2 separate regions of the Canis lupus genome follow, and region 1 is linked to region 2. The links are chromatin contacts, called in public Hi-C maps. All regions are on one chromosome and are shown on one strand. Each heading gives the region's core, a stretch centred on a gene start, on an enhancer-like site or on the middle of the called end of the contact. The rest is flanking DNA. Distances are from core to core; before and after follow the strand shown. Region 1 holds the start of TBC1D9B (TBC1 domain family member 9B). Region 2 holds the start of RNF130 (E3 ubiquitin-protein ligase RNF130).

Evidence for each region. Hi-C and Micro-C count contacts between places; a contact is called where the count stands out from the background.
Region 1: a contact with region 2 is called in a Hi-C map of blood, with 4 times the contacts expected there. The contact joins the promoter of TBC1D9B here to the promoter of RNF130 in region 2. A contact is called at or near these places in 3 of 9 Hi-C or Micro-C datasets (amygdala and blood).

Annotation. Positions count from the first base shown.
Region 1 is chr11:2,053,657-2,057,024 of UU_Cfam_GSD_1.0, forward strand. It overlaps TBC1D9B (TBC1 domain family member 9B), which reads left to right and starts at 1,656. Exons shown (of 21, transcript XM_038551741.1): 1 at 1,656-1,845. The coding sequence starts at 1,728.
Region 2 is chr11:1,906,817-1,909,980 of UU_Cfam_GSD_1.0, forward strand. RNF130 (E3 ubiquitin-protein ligase RNF130) reads left to right here and starts at 1,636. Exons shown (of 8, transcript XM_038551735.1): 1 at 1,636-1,918. The coding sequence starts at 1,672.

The DNA.
Region 1 (3,368 bases), core at 406-2,905, 150 kb after region 2:
TTAAAAATAAAGCATAGTTATCAAAAGGTGATCTCCACTTCAGCAGCATCAACATCACCTAGGAACCTGCTAGAGATGCAAACACTCTGAGGTGGAGCCCAGCAACCTGTGTTTTAACAAGCCTCACAGGTGATTCTTTTTTTTTTAAGATTTTATTTATTCATGAGAGACACAAAGAGAGAGAAAGGCAGAGACACAGGCAGAGGGAGAAGCAGGCTCCATGCAGGTAGCCCGATGTGGGATTCAATCCCAGGTCTTCAGGATCACACCCCAGGCCAAAGGCAGTGCTAAACCGCCGAGCCACGCCCGCTGCCCCTTGCAGGTGATTCTGATGCATGCTCAAGCTTGAGAACCACTGGCAGGAGGAAACAAAATAACTTTTTGTGGCCTCTCAGGGTGTTAACAATTATTCCAAATTCCCGCGGTAGATTACTCCCCAGAGAGCACAGTATCAGTTTAAGCTTCCAAGGTCTTCAAGAATGATGGCCTCTGCATTTTGATTCAATCTCAGCGACATTTTAGAAGACTTTTGATCACCCTGGCTGCCAACCACGGAAGTGCCTACTTGACCTACATCCATCATATTGGATTCTTGAATGCCAGTGACAGAAACCCAATTGGCAACCGGCTTAGGCCTCCCAGGATGATCCCATAGTTCCCCCTTCCCTTTGCCTTCCAGTAGGATCCTGCTGCTGGCCTGAGCCACCAGCAGGATCCTGCAACCCAAGTGACACTGGACATTCTGGATTGCCCGAGATGGAGTTCACAGCACTCCCTTTCACTCAAAAACAGTGCTTGAACTGTAAGAGGTCGTCCCCTACAGGCCAGCACTGGGAGAGCAGGGATGCACATCCCCTGCCCATCGCGCTGCTGCCCACGGCTAGGAGGAAAACCTCAATGTCCCAGGCCCAGCCCTGTCCGTGAACCCTAGACCTCCAGCCTTGTCTGTGAATCCTAGACCTGCAGCCGTGTCCGTGTACCCTAGACCTGCAGCCCTGTCCCTAAACCTTAGACCTCCAGCCCTGTCCCTGAACCCTACACCAGCAGCCCTGTCCCCATCTGTCAGGTGCGTAGACTGCACGGATTTCCGAGGATCCTGCCAGGGCTTTCTGACAACCTGTCCTCGGCTCCGGGCTCCCGGAGGTTCTCCTAGCCTCGGCCCGAGGGTCCGAATTCTGCGAATGACGACAGTCGTCTCTAACCCTTTCCAGCCGCCGTCCGCTCCGTCAACCCGCCCTGGGGCGCGCTGCACCCGCGGCCCAAAGTGTATTTGCCGGCGCTTTGTCTTCGCACCGATCCCTGCCAAAATCCTGTCCAGGTTTTCGCAAAACGCCAGGGGCCGACTCTCCGCACCACCGGTTCCTCCAGCCTGGGCACTCGGGCTTCCCGGCCGGAGGCTCGCGTCCCCGGGGCTGGCCCGCGGCCCCTACCGGAGTCCGCCGCGCCGGGCCCGAGCAGAAGGCGGAGACCCGAGGCCGAGGGCGGGGCGGGCGCCGCCCGGGAGCTGCGCGCGCCCGGCGCTCCCGGAGCCCGCGTGTGCTGGTCCGCGCGCCCGCCAGGGGGCGCCCGCCCGCCCGCCCGGCCCGGCCCGCCCCGCCCCGCCCCGGCCCGCCCCGCCCCGCCCCGCCCGCTCCGCCCCGCCCGCTCGCTCCGGCGCGGCGGCGGCGGTGGCGGCGACGGTGGCGCTTCCGCCTGGCGGGCCTCGGCCCGGTGCGAGCGGCCCCACGATGTGGCTGGGCCCCGAGGAGGTGCTGGTGGCCAACGCGCTGTGGGTGACGGAGCGGGCCAACCCCTTCTTCGTGCTGCAGCGGCGCCGCGGCCACGGCAAGGGCGGCGGCCTCACGGGTGAGGGCGAGCGGCGGCCGGGCCTGGGGACGCGGCGGCCTGCGCGGGGCGGGGCGGGCGGGCGGGCGGCAGCTGCGGGCGCGGGGGCCGGCGGGGGCGGGGGCGGGGGCGGGCGCGGGCCTCAGGAGGCTGGTCCGACGGGCCGGCCTGGGGCGGCCTCTGCCCCGACGCGCTGCCGGGAGCCCCGGGGGCTTCGCCGGGCGTGCGCAGCCTCCCAGCCTGGGAGTCAGAGCTGAAAGTCGGCGACACCGCCTGGCCCCTGGCCTCTGCCTCAGTTTCTCCAGGTGCCTCCGAGGAGCCAAACGACACACGTTTTCTTTTGCGTCTTCCCCCCCCCCCCCCCGAACTACCCTTGTAGCCACTCCGACGCCCTGGCCTCGGCCCCCCCCCCCCCCCCGGTTCCTCCCCGCCCACCTTTCCTGCCTCCTGGCGCCCCGGAGCCGAGCCGCACACGGAGGCTGCACCTGATTACCTGTAAGGCTGTTCGGAGGAGCCAGCAGGGTGCCTCGTCGTCCGTCCGGGCAGCACCTCCTGGAGTTGTGTGGCATGTGGCATCCCCGACGAGCCGGCTGGGCCTACCCCCTGCAGGCGTCTTCCGAGGTCCCTCGTGCTCTAAGCCCGCGTGGTCACTGCCCGCCCAGCTCGGGCAGGCTCGGGGCTGGACCAGTGTCTGTGCTTCTCACAAGTTATCAACAGAAATTTCCTTGAAACATCCTGATTGTAAACATGTGCGGCGAAAACGGCCCTGCCAGATGCAGGCAGAAGTTTCCTCCGCGGCCACCCTCTCCTGCGCCACACCTCCTAGTGTGGAAGACGCTGTGCCTTTCCTAAGAAAATTGTGTTCCCTTCAGTGCCTGGGGTGCCGCCCACAGCCTCAGGAATCACAGGAGCCGGTCCTGGACCCTTGTCCTGGGCTAGCGGTTCACTGGAGGTCAGATAACAGCCCCTCCGGGTATCCTGAGCCATGGTGAGCCTCCGAAACTAGCTGCAAGCGCATGTAGGAAGGCAAGGCACGGTGCCCAGTACCTTCTGTTGCATACCGGTGTATCCAATTTGGCCGGTGCACTTCCACTCTTGTTCTGTGCTCTGTGCTTCTAAACATCAGCTCAGAGGGCGGGTGGGACCCTCTGTGCTCCACTCTGCCTTCCTTTGCACAGAAGGCCCTTTCCACCTCACCCATCTCCCTCCCTCCCAGAACCACTCCTTCAGCTCCCTGTTCCGTGGCCCCTGGCAGGGCCTTCCCTGTGCCATCGTAGACACCGTGGCCTCCTGAACCCTGCCTCCCCAAGGGAGGAACAGTTAGTGATGTGGTTTTGTTCAAGCTGGCTTTTAAAAACACCTGCCAGCCTGGATCCTTCATTGAAGAGTCTGAGTATGATGAGATGGTCTGCCCGTGAAAAAGCTTTCAGGTCTCGAAACATGGATATGCCAACAGAATAAGCATTAAAATAAGGTTTCCAAGACCAGAAGAGAAGCTTCATCAGGGACTATGAAGAAAAGTTTATTCCAAACACTGATAAAGC
Region 2 (3,164 bases), core at 386-2,885:
GGCATGAACATGTCAGGTGGAGGCAGACCAGGGCATACCAAGTAAGAGGAGCAGAGCAGAGAGATCCCCACCGGACCCCGGGTTGTCTGGGCAGGGAATTCCAGGTCTCAGGTGCCAGAACATGGGTTCCTTAGTCCAAAGAATCCTTGCTCTGTGATGAGGGTGGCAGCTGCAGAAGGGCCAGAGTAGCTCCTACTAAGCCTAAGCGCTAGGCCCAGGGAGAGGACCTGGTTATTTTGGTCTGGGGACTGTACTTCCTGGAGGCATGTAAATAAAATACAATCCAGCGTCGATATGGCCAGGAAGTAGACAGGTGATGGCACTGAGGGTGAAGGGGAGAAATTGTGAAGGCTGTTGCTAAAGAGTCACCCAGGGACATCTGCTATTTTAGCCAGCACTGCATCCAGACCGTTTACCTGGAAACAGTGCCTCGGTTTTCCTTTGTGAAGCTTCCTCTTTCTGGGATATTCAGTACATTTGGTTGGGCAAGGTTGACTCCACCCCTTTCCTCTATAAGATTCAGAGGATCCGGGCCTGGCCAGTCGGGAGATGCTGTTTCCTTCTACCTCAGAGTAGGAAGGACCACACTGCCCAGTGGTCTATAAGCTCCTGGATTCAGCTACACCTGACGCAAGACCCATCCCTCCCCTTCGTTTATGCTTTAAAAGGGCACACAGCTTAACTGACAATGTGTGTGTGTGTGCTGGGAGCTGGTTGGGTCTCACCGGTCTCCTCCTCGTCCAGTGATTTTGGAAGTTTAGTCTAGTCAACCTTGTCAACAAGAGATCCTTGTCAACCACACAGGTGCCCTGGCAATTCTGGGTGTTGCGGGCCCCCACGTCTCCTTGCCGAGAGGCGCGTCCTCTCCTCTGCCCTGCATCACGTCAATGATAGGACTAGCAGCTGAGCTGCTAAAATGTGAAATCTCGTATGAATTTATTTTTTTTAGTTAAGGTTTTAACCGTTTTTTCTTTTGCATTCTCGTTGCAAACTTTCCCACGGCTTTGGGAAAGCTCTCGGGCTCCAGCCCCGCGCCCCTCACGCAGGACGCACGGCCCCGGCCGGCGGCTGGGACCCTCGTGCAGGCGGGCGGGAGCGGGCAGGGCCTAGCGCGCAGGCGCGCGGGGGCGGGGCAGCGCCGCAGGCCTGCGCGGTGCCGCTCGGCCGCCGGCTGGGGCGGGGGGGAGGGGGCGGGGGGGGAGGGGGCGGGGCGGGGCGGGGCGGGCGAGCGCGCGGGGGCGGCAGTCCGGCCCGCGCCGTGTGTGCTCCACAGGCGCTCGGTGGGGCGCGCCTCCCGGAGCCGCCCGCCTGACCCCAGCCGCCTCCAAGCAGGGCGCCCCCGACGCGGCGGGACCAGCCCCGGGGGATGGAGTGGGCCCGTCCGCACGGCCCAAGGTGGGCCCCGAGGAGAAGACCCCGCGCGGCCTGACGCGCGCCCTCGCCCAGGGGCTCATGGGCGCGTCCCCGCCGGCGGGCCGCGGACGTGAGGGCGGCGAGCGGCGGGGCCCCGGCGCCGAGGAGGGCCGTGCTCGTGCCCGGCTCCGCGCAGGCCGCGCGCGCGCGCTCCCGCCGCAGCGCCGGCCGCGCCCGCCCCGCCTCTCGGCGCCGGCCCCGGAGCCCGGTCCGCGAGCGGCGGCGGCGGCGGCGGCGGCGGCGGCGGCCGGAGGGACGATGAGCGGCGCGGCGCGGGCGGGCCCGGCCCGGCTCGCCGCGCTCGCTCTGCTGACCTGCAGCCTGTGGCCGGCGCGGGCCGACAACGCGAGCCAGGAGTACTACACGGCGCTCATCAACGTGACGGTGCAGGAGCCCGGCCGCGGCGCGCCCCTCACGTTCCGCATCGACCGCGGGCGCTACGGGCTCGACTCGCCCAAGGCCGAGGTCCGCGGCCAGGTGCTGGCGCCGCTGCCCATCCACGGGGGTGAGTGCGAGGCCGCGGAGGGGACGCGGCGGCGGCGGCGGCGGCGGGGGCGGGGGCGGGGGCGGCCCGGAGAGCCGGGACGCGGGGGCGGCGGAGACTGCGGCCCCCTCCGCGCGGGGCCCGGGGTGCCGGTCCTGTGCAGCCCGGCCTCCCGGCGGCTGGCGCTGAGGTCCCGACGCGTCTGGGGGCTTTCCTCTCCTTTGAGGAAGACTCGAAAGCGTTCTTTGTCGTCGAGGCCGCTTGTTCGCGGGGGCATCGGGCTGCGAGTTTGCGGGGACCGGCCAGACAAAGGAGGGGGCGGAGGAGCGCACAACTCGTTCCCGGGGGACGGGGTCCCGACCTGCCTTTCGGAGCCGGCAGGCTCGTCCCGGAGATCCCAGACTTCACGCTGCACTGGATCTGCAAGGATAAGGCCCTTTTCTAACGCAAAAACGTGCCGTTTTTGTTAAGTGGCAAGTGGGAGGAGGGTGAGGAGGAATGGGCATCTTCCCTGTTGCTTTTGGCTCCTGTCCCGCCCCAGGAGTCTTACTGTAATTTGACGCCTGAAAATCTCACGTTATGAAGAATCTGATACCGGTGGGGACCAGTAGCCAAGTCTTCGGGGCACGGGTGCAGACCATAGTGGAAATAGATAACATTTTCAAGAATTGTCTTTGAAGCCCTTTGGCTTATCCTCATGACTTCCTAAAACACGCAGGGTCTGTTTAATGATTTGGTATAAAACGTATATTTGTGTAAATTGTTGGCCATGTTTTCAAGGACCCTTTCTTCCTTTGGATATTTTCTGTGGGCTGTTTTTTTGTTGTATTTGGTTGTTTTCGTTTTTTTGCGGGTTTTTTTTTGTTTTGTTTTGTTTTCCACTGCGAACTTTTTGGGAAATGCCTGCTATCTTCTCCACCCCCACACTCATCCTGAGAATGCTGAGGGGACTTTTTTTTTTTTTTTTGAGCTGCTATTCATGTTAAGATGACCTAAACAAGGCAGCCTAAATAAGGTAATGGTGTTTGTTTTTGTACTCACAATATTAAAACATCGTGCCTCTCCTGAGATGTGCATTTGTGTGCTGAACCGGTGAGCTGTTTTATACTGACTGAAGAAAAAGAATCCTACGAGGCTTTCTTTCCCTGTAGCTTGCTTACCCCCCCCCCCCCCCCCATTTAGACCTGCCCTCTCAAAGTTCATTTTTACGCCAACAGTCTGGGGCTTCATGTGCATATCCTCATCTCCACTTTGTTAGAAATGGCTG